2 separate regions of the Ovis aries genome follow, and region 2 is linked to region 1. The links are chromatin contacts, called in public Hi-C maps. All regions are on one chromosome and are shown on one strand. The core of a region is the stretch at or near the end of the contact, and the rest is flanking DNA. Distances in the headings are between cores, read along the strand shown.

Region 1 (7,386 bases), core at 1,697-4,196:
TTGTTGAGTTGGGCAGGACGGGAGGCAGATGGGGCAGGACCAGCCTTCGGGGAAGCTGCAGGGGAGCAGAGGGAAGGCTGTCCAGGAAGGGCAGGTGCGGCCAGATGGTGGGATCACTCACTCCACTGACTCCAGCCCTGTGGGCTCGTGGAGGACTGGCAGGGCCATCTGCAAGGGGCATTATTAGCCTGACGAGTGTGAGCCAGGTCCTCAACTGGGAGGAAGGGAGGGAGAACAGGGGCAGTCTCATCCCTGCAGTCATTTGTACAGTAGATATGAACATGAATGTGAGCATGATTCTCACCTCCGGAAGCCTGAGAACAGCCAGCTAGCAGGGTGTGTGAGACTTTGGAAGAATCCCTGGGTTTGAGGCTCTGGCTTTGTATCTGTCAGGAGTCCTTGTGTAAACCTATATGTGAGCATTGGCGCTCGCTCACTTGCCTTCCCTGACTGCAAGGCTCTAGTCCTTTTACCCCTCAGCTAGTTCTTCCCTGCTGTATGGCTGTGTGTGTGGTCAGGTAAAGAGTGGACAGAGATAAATCCTTCAACCTCATCCCTGGTGACTTTGCTGCTGTGGTTTTCAGAGAATTTTCACGCCCGTTTTCAGGAAACATCACATCTGAGCGTATTTTCCGCCAGCTGTCCTAGCAGTTGGGGCACAGAGGGTGGGATGAAAAGATGGCTGGGAGGGAGTGGATTTGATGAGAAGTGTTTTTCTGGGAGTGTTTTTATACCTGAAGTTAATCTCAGCATCATTTCTAAAACTTACTGGGCTTCTTAATAACAGCTATGAAAAACCTTGCTAACTAGTACTTCTTAACTAAACTCTTTAGTGGAAAACTAACTAGTTTCTAATGTGGTTAGATGTGTCTGCTCGCTGGAGAGTGGCCGGTGATTTGAAGGAGGCGTAGAAGCACCCGAGTTGTTCAGGGGGCCGCAGTGTCTGGGTGGGACGAGCTGTGAGGTGAGGGGCGGGAGTCCCAGAGAACTGAAGGCAGAGGGTCTCATCTTTGTGCCAACAATAGACCTCCAGAGTATTAAGGAGCTGCCTTTAGGAATTCAAAGAAAGAATGGTGATTATGTCAGAAATATTTATTTTTTTTAATTTCCGGCTTCCCTTCAGCCAGGAAGAAAGGCTCAAGTTACTCTCTGGGAATACACAGAGTAAAACAAGCCTGAAGACACGACTTGATTTTGTACAGACGATGCTCACGGGCTTCATGAAGCAGGGACCATGTGTACACATACATGACGGAAATGTGTGCTGTAATTTTTTTGAAGTTTAAAAATAGCCTTCCCCACAAGCGGGGTCCACTCCTGTGGAGTGAAAAACAATGGCAGAGATAGGCCTTTGTGAGAGTCTCGGCAAAAACCCTGCCTTGACGGCAGCGTCTAAAAGGCCGAGCAAGTAAGGGAACAGATGTGTTTCCTTCAGACTGTGAGCTAGTGCCTTGAACATTACAAGTGGCAGGCACTCGGAGATGCTACAGGCAGGGGATTTGAATTTATGACTCAACTCTCTCCCCATCCACAAAGGTGGGAGGGAGCTATTTTTCTCTTGAGGGATTGGCTGGTTTGCTCTGGTGAGGAGCTTGCCCTGCATTTGGTGGCACAGAACTGGTTTGCTAAGTAACCCAACCAGCCTCCCTCACCCCCAGGCAGGTCCTCCCATGGGGACAGGGGCAGCTCAGGAAGTTGGAAACTGGAGAGCAAGCTTGGGAGGGAGGGTGGACAAGGAAGCGCCTTCTGAGGGTTAGAGGAGAGCGATGGAGAACCAGTCCCCCAGTCGGCCACCGTGCTCTGGCCCTGAATCCTCCAAGATGGTGGAGGTGGACAGTGTGTGGCAAGTCCCTCAGGCTGGTTTGAAGCTCACTCCACTGCATTTTAGACGTGGGACTGAGACAGGGAGGCCTCCCCAACGTCTGTCTGTTTTCTCATCTGCAAACTGAATACTCCCTTGCTTCCATCTCTCCTGTGCTCACATTTCGATGCCTAGCACCCATTGTAATGGGTGCTTCTGCCCCTTCTTCACTCACTGGGCATGGAGGACCTCGGGAAGCTGGCTGATTCAATGGTGGAGCGTCGGTAGTGAACCTGAGAGTTCGTAGTTTACGTGGTTGCATTTATGTTAGCATAGTGGAGGAGTCTAGCTATTAATACTTTTAAAACTCCCTGTTCATTATCCTGAAAGATCTGGTTGGGAGCATCCCCCGTTGGCTGGTCTTGAATAAAGACCTACTTTGTTCTGTCAGAGATCCCATGTTACTGGCGGGGAGAACGATGGCCAGAGGGCATCTAGGTCCCTGGATTGGAAAAGCCTCTTTGTGCCTGTTCATAAAAGGTGGTAGGTGATGATGGCCTGGGTAGGTAAGATGCATGGGAAATCTACATGCTGGGGGCTGGGGGAGGTGGAGAAAAAAGTCATTCTTTTCCCCCAAGGACCATGGTTCCACCTGCTTCTTTTCTCCCTAGAGATGGATGAGACATTTAAGCCCAGCCAAGTCGTCAGCTGTCTCTTTAGCCATTATCGGCTCTCCCTGCCCCCTCTCCGCTGTCTCTTCCTTTCCCTCCCCTATCCCTCCCACTGTCTAGCCCTATCCTTAGAGGGAATAAACCGTAGTAGTAACATAGTGGGTGGTTGACTGTTAGGGCCTATAGTTGTCTATTTTCTAGATCGAGATAAATGGGACCACAATTCGTAAAGCTCAGGCCTTTCTATCCTGGAGAAATTCTCAAGGATGTAATTATCTGCTTTTGCATTTAAATAAGGAAGTGACGCAAAATAACTCTCCCCACCAAGGTGTTCCTTTTCCTCAAATTACTGGCCAGAGTTCTAGTCCTGGGAACCATTGGTTCACAGATGGTTCACTGTGATCCTGTCCTCAACTGCCCTTGAGGGGAACTTGAACTTTGATTTCCTAACTCAGCCACGTGGGGAGACCGACCTCTAGAGGAACCTTTGCTTGTATAGCCGAATAACCTCGTGACCGCTGATTTGACTGTAGTGTGGTCACTACACACTGACTCACTCCTTTTTTGTTAAAACTGGGAAGACTGTAGAAAAACATTAAAGAGGAAATAAAAGACCCATAGTCCTCCGTGACTCAGTGTTACTGGTGATTTCCTGCATATTACACACAGGGTTGTTCTGTATCCCTCTCCCTATTTCTTGAGCACAGCTGAAACCCACACCTCCACACCAGACCTGTAGGATATGTCAGAAGTCCAAAAGGGCCAGATATAGATTTCTTCATTTAAGTAGGTGTTCCTAAAAATAGCTGCATGTACTTGGATAAGCCAGTAGTTAAATACCCTGCCCTTGAAATGGCTCCGTTTTGTAGCACACGCACACCTTTGAGCCCCCGCTGTTGTAGCTGTGCAAGCCCACACCTTTGCAGGTGTCACCAAGGTTGCCAGTGCTCAGTGTTTATGGACAGGACTTTAATTCAAGAAGAATGGTGGTGCATGTACATCAAAGATGATTTCTTATGGGCATGTGTGATCATCATCATCACCAGTCCATCCTAAAGGAAATCAGTCCTGAATATTCATTGGAAGGACTGATGCTGAAGCTGAAACTCCAATACTTTGGCCACCTGATGCGAAGAACTGACTCATTTGAAAAGACCCTGATGCTGGGAAAGATTGAAGGTGGGAGGAGAAGGGGATGACAGAGGATGAGATGGTTGGATGGCATCACCAACTCAATGGACATGAGTTTGAGTAAACTCTGGGAGTTGGTGATGGACAGGGAAGCCTGGTGTGCTGCAGTCCATGGGTCACAAAGAGTTGGATACAATTGAGCGGCTGAACTGAACTGAACATCATAGAGCAGCAGTTTTCAAAACACAGGCTTTATTGCTTGGTCTCCCCCACTTCCATTTCATTCATCCCTTTTCCTGAAATTACAGAGTATGCCTTACAGTTCGTTGATAATGTGACCTGTCACCCAGCGTTTCACCTATACCTTTTTGGCATAGAATTCGTTTACTGCTTCATCTCCAAACTTTTGCTACTTATTCTAATTTCTAATTAGAATAGTAATAAATATTTTGTCCTCGGGTTACTTTGTGAAGAGGATGGCTTTATTTGGGATGTGATTAACTTCTATAACTTTGATTTGACTGTTTTACCAAATAGTCCTGAAGACTACCTTCAAAGTCCTGAAGTTCATATATCACCAGAACGGTAGTGTAACCAGAGTTATTTAGCAAAAGTTGTTACAAAATGATACTCAAGAGCAGTGATTCTCCAAGTAGGAACTGGGGAATTGACCTGCTGTCTTGAAGAGATAGAGTCTGCACATATTCAAAGTTAAACTTAATCTGTTTTGGGCTTCCTTGATGGCTCAGCAGGTAAAGAATCTGCCTGCAGTTCAGGAGACACAGGAGACAGTTTCGACCCCTGAATTGGAAAGATCCCCTGGAGGAGGAGAAGGAAATGGCAACCCACTCCAGTATTCCTGCCTGAAAAATCCCATGGACAGAGGAGCCTGGTGGGCTGCGGTCCAAAGGGTCGCAAGGAGTGAGACACGACTGAACGACTAAGCACGCAAACTTAATCTCTTCTCTCAAACCTACCGCTAAGTCCTAGTGTTTGATTTTGGATAGACTGGAACTGCTGTTCTCATAGGCCTCCAACTCGCTCTTGTCCTCCTGCTTCCAGTAACCTGCCAAATCCCAGTCATTAGTGCTTAGTGCCTGCAGCATCAGACTTGCCCTGCCCTCATCAGGCCCTGGTCAGCTGGTCTGTCTCCATTGTGTTCTGCAGGCTGCTCACCCTCGTAGATTTCCTTCTAGGAATTACCCTGATCTTCACCACTTCCCTCCTGGGGACCATGTTGTTATTATTCAGTCACTTAGTTGTATCCAACTCTTTGCCACCCCCGTGGACTGTATAGCACGCCAAGGCTTCTCTGTCCATGGGATTTCCCAGGCAGGAATATTGGAGTGGTTTGCCATTTCCTTCTCCAGGGAATCTTTCCAACCCAGGGATTGAACCTGGGTCTCCCACGTCTCCTGCATTAGCAGGCAGATTCTTACCACTGAGTCACCAGGGAAGGCTTAATTTGGGACCATAATGCATCCAAATGGTGCACCAGATCCATGAAGGGCTGGCTGAAAGGTGGACTGCTGGATCACACCCCCAGAGTTTCCAACTCAGTAGATCTGGTGAAGAGCTTGCGAACTGCTTTCCCCACGAGGCCCAGGTGTTCCCCTGCCCATCCTACAAGGACTTCGGCTCTGGGGTGAGCCAGTGCCCTGTAGATTCCAGGCTTCTCCTCTCTCTCCGTTCCAGCCCCTTCGGTGCTCCTCTCCTCAGCCTGTACTCCATAGAGTCCCTCCAGTCATGTAGGGATGAGGAGTCCATGCACATCCGTACATGTTATAGCTGATGATGGTAACTAGTAGATGCTACATGGGAAACTGACATTCCTAACAGATTATAGGGTAGTTGGCAAAGAGGAAAAACAGTAGACATGATCTCCAAAAGAATATAGATAAGGTGATGGAAGTAAAACTGAGCGGTGTGTCATTTCCCCAAGACCAGACAGAATCAATCCTTTATCTGCCAGTGGCTATGGTTTGAGTATCATCCCAGTTGTGTCCAAGGGTTTGGTTTCCAGTCCTCAGACTCCTCAGCCTCGTCTGACAAGACCAATGCTTATAAGTCTGTGAGCCCCTTTGAGCCCCTTTTCCTTTCCCTCCGTCACTTCCTTTTCCCAGGGGTCTGTGTAGCTTAGTCGGTAAAGCATCTGCCTGCAATACGGGAGACCTGGCTTCAATTCCTGAGACTGGGTTCAATTCCTGGGTCAGGAAGATCCCCTGGAGAAGGGAATGGCAACCTACTCCAGTATTGTTGCCTGGAGAATCCCATGGACAGGGGAGCCTGGCTGGCTACAGGTTATGGAATCACAAGAGTCGGGCACGACTTAGCACTATCTTTCTTTCTTCTTTCTTTCTTCCTGGACGGACATGGGCCCAGCCTTGCTTCTCTGAGCGCTTGTCTTAGGTGGAGGATTTATGTCAGACACCAGCGCATCCGGCCCTGGAGTCCATGCAGCAAACGCTCACCCCTCCCAGGCCCTGGAGGGGATTGAGGGTGCACACGGTAGACATTTTCTTTTTAATGCTTTCTTCTGACCTTCTGTCTGTCTGTCTTTTTTCCCAGGGCAGTGATGGTGCCCGGAGATCCACACTCCTGGACAGTGACGAGCCCCTGGTGTATTTCTACGATGATGTCAGAACATTATACCAAGGTTTCCAGAGGGGCATACAGGTGTCCAGTAAGCATCGGCCTGAATCTGTGCAACTAGTGCTTCAGGTTTTTCCTTTCGACAGAGGGGTCTTTCTTCAAGAAGCCGTATTTGCTCACAGCTCTCTCCAACACAGCCTGGCTCCCAGCTCCCTGTCTCCTCCTGTTAACTTCTGCAGAGCGAGTCCCCCCGCACACAGGTCCCATCGGGTGTGGCCCATGGTCAAGGCATTTCTGCAGTCACATGCGGCGTGTTTCATGGAGAGTCACACATCCGTTAGCTCCGTACAGGCTCTGACATTTCCTGCATAAAGAGACCTGTTTAACCGGGCCTGATCCAACATTTCTCAAGCTTGCTTAACCAGGAGACCCATATTTTGAGAAATAAACATTGATACCCAAGGAAGTGGGATTCCATCAGAGACACTTGAGGGATATTGGCTCACGAGACTGCCCTTCATCTCTGACGGTGGCACCAGAGACCCCGGGTACCTGGCAGCCACGCCATCTCCCTCCTGCCCCATGTGAGAAACAAAATAGAAGTAGAGAAGCAAAACTCAGACCCAAACCCAGGGGGAAAGTGCGTCCGATCTGAATTCATTGTTTCACACCTGAGGACCACTTTGTGGAATGAAGGATACAAATGAGAACCTAGGAATATCTAGGCATGTTTAGCCCATCGTTTATTCTTTCATTTGTTTTCTTCTTTTAGATAATGGCCCTTGTTTAGGCTCTCGGAAACCAGACCAACCCTATGAATGGCTTTCATACAAACAGGTGAGTTTTCCGGCTCTGTGGACGCCTCACGTGAGCCATAGGGTGGGAACACGGCAGTTCTTGGAGCCTCTGAAGTTTGGGTTGGAAGGTTTCTATGGAGTGTAGATGCCGACCTGGCTCAGGGCTTTAGAACAGACGTGCAGCATCCCGAGACATTAAACACACAGATTTGGGGAACACTAGATCAGTAATTGAATGGGTGGTTCAAAGTAGTTTATTTTAGAACTGCTGTGGGTGTGTTGTGGAGTACAGTATAAGTTTTAAAATAAAATGCTAGAGGATTCTCTGGCAGTCCAGAGGTTACAGCTCTGAGCTCTCACTGCCAAGGGCCCAGGTTCAATCCCCGGTCAAGAA
Region 2 (7,386 bases), core at 3,492-5,991, 34 kb before region 1:
CATTTCATTTTGTCACCCTACGCTGACAGTGACAGTTACAGTGACATTCCAGGAATTGGTGGTTTGTCAGAGCAGTCGTGGTTGTGAATTGGGAGCTTTAGTTCTTTAAACCCTCTGGACTCTAAGTAAAGTTTATGTGTGGCTGGAAGGCTCAGATGGTGGACCTGCCAGGAATGCACCAGAGCAGAAACTCCTTAGGGAAAGCAGTGTATGCCACTGTTGCCCATTGAACTGGACAGCCCTCCATGTTTTCAGGTTGATCAAGGAACTGTTTCCTTGGCAAAACCCCACAGAAACATTATGTCCACTGTAAAAGCATTATTTCTTCTGTGAAAACAAAAGGACTGCAGGATTCATAATCTCCGAAGGAAATGGGCGATGAGGGGGAAGGCTTTATGAGTATCTACTGTTTAGAATGGAGACTATTTGACTTGCTCTAGTCATTAGAGTGAAGAGTGGAATTCCTTTCTCTTTCAATTGTAGTATTTTCCAACTTTATCTGTTTGCTCTTATACCTCTTTCTCTCCGGACCTAGAAAAAAAGTGTTTTCCTCTGCTAGAAGTTCTAACTGTTTTCAAAAACATTTGCCTCCCATCTCTCTTCCAACATCGAGATCTAACTCTACCAGTAAACCCTGTCCCCTATTTTATTTTCAATCTCTTCCATTTTGCTGGCTTCTGACTTGAAGCTTATAGGTTTGTACGTGCTCTAATCTCTTCCATCTTTATAAATGAAAGCTACAAACAAAATAAATATCCCTAAACTATGTTCACCTTACTAAACATTTCTTTTCTCCTTTATGTTCTTAAATTGAGATATAATTGACATAAAACATTAGTTTCAGATGTACAACATAATTATTTGATATGTGTGTATTGCAAAATGACCATCATGGTTCCCCTCCCTTTATCCATGTCCTTGGGTAGTTTTTTCGCACGTGGATTTTTGACATGGTTATGCTTTGGCCAATGGAACAGCAGCAAACATGATGTAAACAGGGGTTTGAAAACCAATTTTCCCCTTTGTTGAGTTTAGAGAGCTTAGAGCCTTGAGACCACCGATTGAATACGCTTGAACTAGCTTACTGAAGTGGCCATGTGGAAGAGAACTAAGGCACCCCAGCAAATAGCCCGATGATCATCAAACCTGTGAGCAAGGCCATCCTCAGACCAGCCAGCCCCAGTTTATCCACCAGCTGACCAGCTGTAGGAGAGAGCCCAAGAGAAACCAACAGAGGAACTGCCCAGCTAAACCCAGCCCAAATGCCAAGCCACAGAATCATAAGCTAACGAACGATTGTTGTTTAAGCCACTTTAAGGTGATGTGCTATGAAAGCTAATCAATATAGGATGCATCTTCCAATTGAGAATGTCTTGCAGGTATAATGGGCAGCATTTTTTTTTCAGGGATATATAAAATAATGGCGCATCTTACAACTGATTGTGACTTAAGTTGAACAGAATACACTGTGTGAGTGCATGCTTAGTTGCTCAGTTGTGTCCGGCTTTTTACGACCCTTAGGACTGTAGCCTGCCAGGCTCCTCTGTCCATGGGATTCTCCAGGCAAGAATACTGGAGTGGATTGCCATTTCCTCCTCCAGGGACCGTCCTGAGCCAGGGATCAAACCCCTGTTTCCTGCTCTACAGGTGAATTCTTCACGGCTGAGCAATCAGGAAAGCCTGTAATCCAGTTTGATTGATATCCTTATTAGGAGAAATCTGAACACAGGCATTTAACGGAGGGAAAGTCATACAAGGAGACACAGGGAGAAGACAGCTATTCCCAAGGCAAAATGAGAGGGCTGGAATAGATTCTCTCCACACAGCCTGCAGAGAGAACCAACTCAGCTAACACCTTGATCTTGAACATCTAGCCTCCAGAACTGTTGTTGTTCAGTTACTCAGTCGTGTCCGACTCTTTGTGACCCCACAGACTGTAGCACACCAGGCTTCCCTGTCCATTACCAACTCCCGGAGTTTACTCAAACTCATGTCCATCAAGTCGGTAATGCTATCCAACCATCTCATCCTCTGTCGTACCCTTCTCCTCCTGCCTTCAATCTTTCCCAGCATCAGGGTCTTTTCCAATTAGTCAGTTCTTCGCATCAGGTGGCCAAAATATTGGAGTTTCAACTTCAGCCTCAGTCCTTCCAATGAATATTCAGGACTGTTTTCCTGTAGGATGGACTGGTTTGGATCTCCTTGCAGTCCAAGGGACTCTCAAGAGTCTTCTCCAACACCACAGTTCAAAAGCATCAAATCTTCGGCACTCAGCTTTCTTTATAGTCCAACTCTCACACCCATACATGACTACCTGAAAAACTATAGCTTTGACTAAGTGGACCTTTGTTGGCAAAGTAATGTCTCTGCTCTTCAATATGCTGTCTAGGTTGGTCATAACTTTTCTTCTGAGGAGCAAGCATCTTCTAATTTCATGGCTGCAGTCACCATCTGCGGTGATTTTGGAGCCCAAGAAAATAAAGTCTGTCATTGTTTCCATGGTTTCCCCATCTATTTGCCATGAAATGATGAGACTGGATGCCAGGATCTTCACTTTTTGAATGTTGAGTTTTAAGCCACCTTTTTTACTCTCCTCTTTCATCTTCATCAAAAGGCTCTCTTCACTTTCTGCCATAAGGGTGGTGTCATCTGCATATCTGAGGTTATTGATATTTCTCCCGGCAATCTTCATTCCAGCTTGTGATTCTGTATGATGTACTATGCATAGACGTTAAATAAGCAGGGTGACAATATACAGCCTTGACGTACTCCTTTCCCAATTTAGAACCAATCTGTTGTTCCATGTCCAGTTCTAACTGTTGCTTCTTGACCTGCATACAGGTTTCTCAGGAGGCAGGTGAGATAGTCTGGTATTCCCATTTCTTTAAGAATTGTCCACAGTTTGTTGTGATCTACACAAAGACTTTAGAGTGGTCAATGATGCAGAAGTAGATGTTTTTCTGGAACTCTCTTGCTTTTTTGATGATCCAGTGGATGTTGGCAATTTGATCTCTGGTTCCTCTGCCTTTCCTAAATCCAGCTTGTACATCTGTAAGTTCTCAGTTCACTTATTGTTGAAGCCTAGCTTGAAGGATTTTGAGCATTACCTTGCTTGATGTGAGATGAGTACAATTGTGCGGTAGTTTGAGCATTCTTTGGCATTGCCTTTCTTTGGAATTGGAATGAAAACTGACCTTTTCCAGTCCTGTGGCCACTGCAGAGTTTTCCATATTTGCTGGCATATTGAGTGTGGTACTTTAACAGCATCATCTTTTAGGATCTGAAATAGCTCAGCTGGAATTTCATCACCTCCACTAGCTTTGTTCATAGTGATAGTTCCTAAGGCTCACTTGACTTCGCATTCCAGGATGACTGGCTCTAGGTAAGTGATCTCACCATCGTGGTTATCCAGGTCATTAAGATCTTTTTTGTATGGTTCTCCAGAACTGTAAGATAATACATTTCTGTTGTTTAAGTCACCCAGTTTGTGGCACCCTGTTGTGGCTGCCCTGGCAAACTAGTACACCACAGACCTTGGGAAGCATCTGAAGAGGCACCGGGCCTGGAGGACTGGCTGGAGCAGTCGGAGGGGGTGGGTGGGAAAGAGGGACTGAAATGATGGAACCACAGTTGAGAAGGAGACCTGGACAGAGGTCTAAATCCAGGATTAGCCAAGTGGAAATGAGTAAAAACGAAAGTGGAGCCCATTGTTAGTTTTAAATGGAGAGTCCAGAGCTAGCAGATGTAACTGGAGAAGAGAGCCTAGGAGAAGCGAGCTGTTGCAGAGGCTCCTGGAGTGTGGGCTGCCTCACCATTGCTGTACCACATGCAGATGAGCGCTGCTGCCACAGCAGATGCTCTGAGCCAGTGAGAGGGGCCCAGGAGAAGTCCTTAGAGCATCATCATGGCCTCGATCTGAGTGCTTGAGGCCTCAGCCAGCACAAGCTCACCTGAGCAGAAGAACCTGTACACCTCCCCTGACTGTTATGAATGCACTCTGGAAGCAGACCGCCTAAATTCCCACATAATTTCGCCTTCCCTAGCATTCAACCTCTCTGGGCCTCATCTGTGAAAAGGGAATGGAGACTGCATCCACTTCAGAAGGTTGTGAGGAAGATTCAATAAGATAATGGGTGTGAAATATTTCAGTAGAGGTTATCTGTCATTATTAGAGGCGTTTATTCTAATTCTCATGCCTCCAATTCAAAGCAGTACTAGACAAGAGTCCTCTATCCACCATCCGGCACAAGTGCCACTGTAACTAGAACCCTGGTATTAGAGGTTAAGGCTACTGGCAGGCCTCAGGAGCTAAGAGGAAAAATACCATTTGGATCAGGAGCCTGAAAAAAAACTGCGCTGGGCTCTGGAAGGCCCCAATGGACATCGCATGCACAGAGACAGAAGCCCTCAAAACCGCATGGCCAGGGCTGAGCCGCGAACGGGCCCTCAGAACTTGGCAGGGGGACACTGTCCTTGAGTGGTGTCGAGCCTGTGCTCTGATCCAACTATCCTGAGGCTCATCTGTCCTGTTGGTCTTATGTCCAGCGCTCTGCAAAGTCCAGAACAGGGCCTTTCCCGGCCAGGAACTGTGGCGAAACCGCATGGGGGCGGGGGAGGGGGTGGTGGATGGGGAGGTGAAACCAGGTTAAAAGGATCATGCAAGTTCTCTGCCAAAGCCAATAGGAAAGGAAAGCCCTCAGGACCTCCAGGGAGCCTCCCGGCAAAAGCCTCCGCCCCCGAGGAGTCAGAGGGCCTGTGGTTGAAGGTGGAAGACGTGAAAGGGCGTCTCCCGGCCCGCCCTCCGGCACTGCAGACTTCTGGACTGAGCCACCACAATTTACTCTTTGCCCTTCCTTGGACTCCTTGTGAAATCCAGCCTGGAGATGCGTTCGTCCCCCGCGGTGCCCCAAGCTTCCACCAGCCGCCGGGCACGCGCTCGACCGGACCGCAGGGCAGGCACACGGCGGGGGAGTGGGGCTCAGGCGGGGAGGGGCGGGCCGGGGGCGGGGCGGGGCGGGGCCCGCGCTCTGGCCTCAGCCCGGCTCCTAGGCTGCAGCGAGCGGCTGGAGCGCAGCCAGCTCTCGGAAGCGGCGGCGGCGCCCTTAAATAGCATCCGGACCCAGCCGGGGCCGGCAGTGGGCTGCAGTGACAGCCGGCGGCGGACGGCCGGGCCTGCGGAGGAGGTGAGTGCTCCTTCTAGCGGGGGGGAGCCGCATCCGTACCTGCTGCGGCGCCGCCCGGGTCTCGGCGGGGGCTCGGGTCTAAGGCTGCCCCGCCGGCCGGAGCCCGGGAGGTGGCGGCCGCAGCGGAGACGCGAGAACCCGCCCTCGGATCGCAGCGACGTTCCTCTTTTCCGGCCTCCGCCCGGCGGCTCCCCGAGTTCCCTCCGCCGCGGAGGCCTCCAAGCCGCCCGATCCGCCGCTGCTTCCTGTGCAAGAGAGCCGGCGATGCCCGCCCGCCTCTCCCCCCGGTGGCGCGGGCGCTGGGCTGGTGCACGGCGGGGTGCGGGTGACGCGCGCCGCGGATCCGGGTCCTTGTTTGTGTGGCGGCGGGGACCGCCCAGCGGGAAGCCCGACCCGGAGCTGCAGATTCGGGGCGATGATCGCCGCGGGGCCGTGTCGATGCTCTCTGGGTCGCGGCCTCCTTCTTGCCCCTCCGAGGCGGGTTGGGGGCATGCTCGGATAGTGCGTGGAAGCATCAGAGCCTCCGCGTGAAGAGTGGTCCCTGCGCGCCCGCGGGAGGGTCAAAGGCAGCATCCGAAGCCGGTGGCCACATGTGGAAATTCTCGCGGTGCCTGCAGAGTGCCACAGCTGCTGTACATGGCCGTGATAGAGTCGTTTTAAAGAGCCTGGCATGTTTTGAAATTAGGAAGTAAAAATCATGATATCTATCTCCTTGCCGCCTAGACAGCGTGGTGGTAGGTGACTTGAATGAACACGTGGATGAGAACACAGAGACAGATGCTCCTCTTAATCGGTGTGTTAGGCTAGAATTTGCAAACCCCTTCCCCACCCTACCCACTTTCAAGGTTATGGAGCTTAATTAATACCGTTATAATAGTGCCCTTGCCTTTGAAAGTTCTAACATTTAAGCTTCTTGTTGGTGCAGGTGTATGTAAAGTGCCCCAACTTAATATCCGTTTATTTTTTACCTTTGCTTAGCATGAGAGAAACTGGTTAATTTCATAGTTTCTGACAAATTTCAGCTGTGATTATTATCTCCTAAACAATTAATTGCTTAACACAAACTAAAAGCTAGTGGGTACCTCTGGCTTGATTCAGCTTTTTCAGACTGAGGTGACAGGTTGAATTGGCTTAAAACTTAAGATTTGAGTTGATTGTCTGGTTGGATGGGCTTGAGAAGGTGGGACCTTTAAAGTGACATTCCCTTCCCATCAGTGTGGAGCCAAGTCCTGGGAAATGTTCATTCTTGTTCTGATTCAACTGGGAGAATCCCTTCTCAGGCTGAAACTTGACTCCTCATGTGGGAACGGGTGCATTAGACTAAAGTCTTTCAGAAACTAAAATTCTGTGACTGAAAAAAGCAAACCCTGAAGAGTAACCCATTTCATATCTCCCTCTCTCACTTCAGATAGACACATCATAGACCATGTGTTATAGACCTGTTTTCTGCATTTGCTGTAAATGGAACAGACTTTTAAAATCACCCTTCTCTCACAGTTATTAGCATGTTGACCTATTTCCTTCCTGTCTCTGTTAAGCATAGTTTGGCAGTATTTTTTATTATTGTGGGCAACCTGACTAAAAAGAATCTCTGGGCTTTTAAATTTGGGGCATTTAAGAGAATGATACTTGTGACGAATGCAGGTGAAGAAAGGTCTCTACTTATATCATACAGATTGAGTTCTCATAACTATCACAGCTTTTGGTTGAGCTTTGGTATAGCTGACTGTGTACCGGCATGCCACAGTGTCCTCCTTGATGTCCAGGGCAGGCTGCATCTTTGGTTTTGATGTAGCTATCTTGTGGAAGTTTGGAGGAGGGGGTGGGGAAAGATTATGTTGTTTTGTCTTTACAGCTGGGGATTTCTCCTCTCTCCCTTCAAGTTTCACTTTCTGAAAAAGAGCATGACTGTAGGAATAAGTAGTCATTTCTAGACGTGATGTTCAGTAACCTTGGAGGGACAGAATAACTTTGTTTCTGAATTTTTTTGTGCAAATTTGCCACCTATGTCCTATGTTCTTTTGCGTTTACTCACATAACCTAATGCTGTCAATGGTGACAGAATTAATCATGCTTTGTGAACAGATTTATTTGGATGATGCAATGGTTTAGGCTCCTGTGTTCGAAAATACAAAGGAATATCCTTTAAGGCAGCTCAGAGCTGTAGGTACTCGAAGTCCCCTTCAAGCTCTGCTTTCTGACA

Evidence for each region. A called contact is a pair of places that touch in the nucleus more often than the background predicts.
Region 2: a contact with region 1 is called in a Hi-C map of muscle, with 1.9 times the contacts expected there. The contact joins the promoter of ACSL1 here to the enhancer-like site in region 1. A contact is called at or near these places in 2 of 16 Hi-C or Micro-C datasets (muscle and tail adipose tissue).

The regions. Positions count from the first base shown.
Region 1 is chr26:14,399,246-14,406,631 of ARS-UI_Ramb_v3.0, reverse strand. It overlaps ACSL1 (acyl-CoA synthetase long chain family member 1), which reads left to right. Exons shown (of 21, transcript XM_060406942.1): 3 at 6,172-6,286; 4 at 6,968-7,032. Among named protein-coding and RNA genes, the nearest start is that of TRNAC-ACA, 17 kb to the left of the region's middle. Within about 2 kb of position 2,946, at least 10 of the 54 cell types and tissues checked have an H3K27ac peak or open chromatin away from gene starts, as enhancers often do. A contact at or near this core is called in muscle, where this site is marked.
Region 2 is chr26:14,434,653-14,442,038 of ARS-UI_Ramb_v3.0, reverse strand. It overlaps ACSL1 (acyl-CoA synthetase long chain family member 1), which reads left to right and starts at 4,741. Exons shown (of 21, transcript XM_060406942.1): 1 at 4,741-4,952.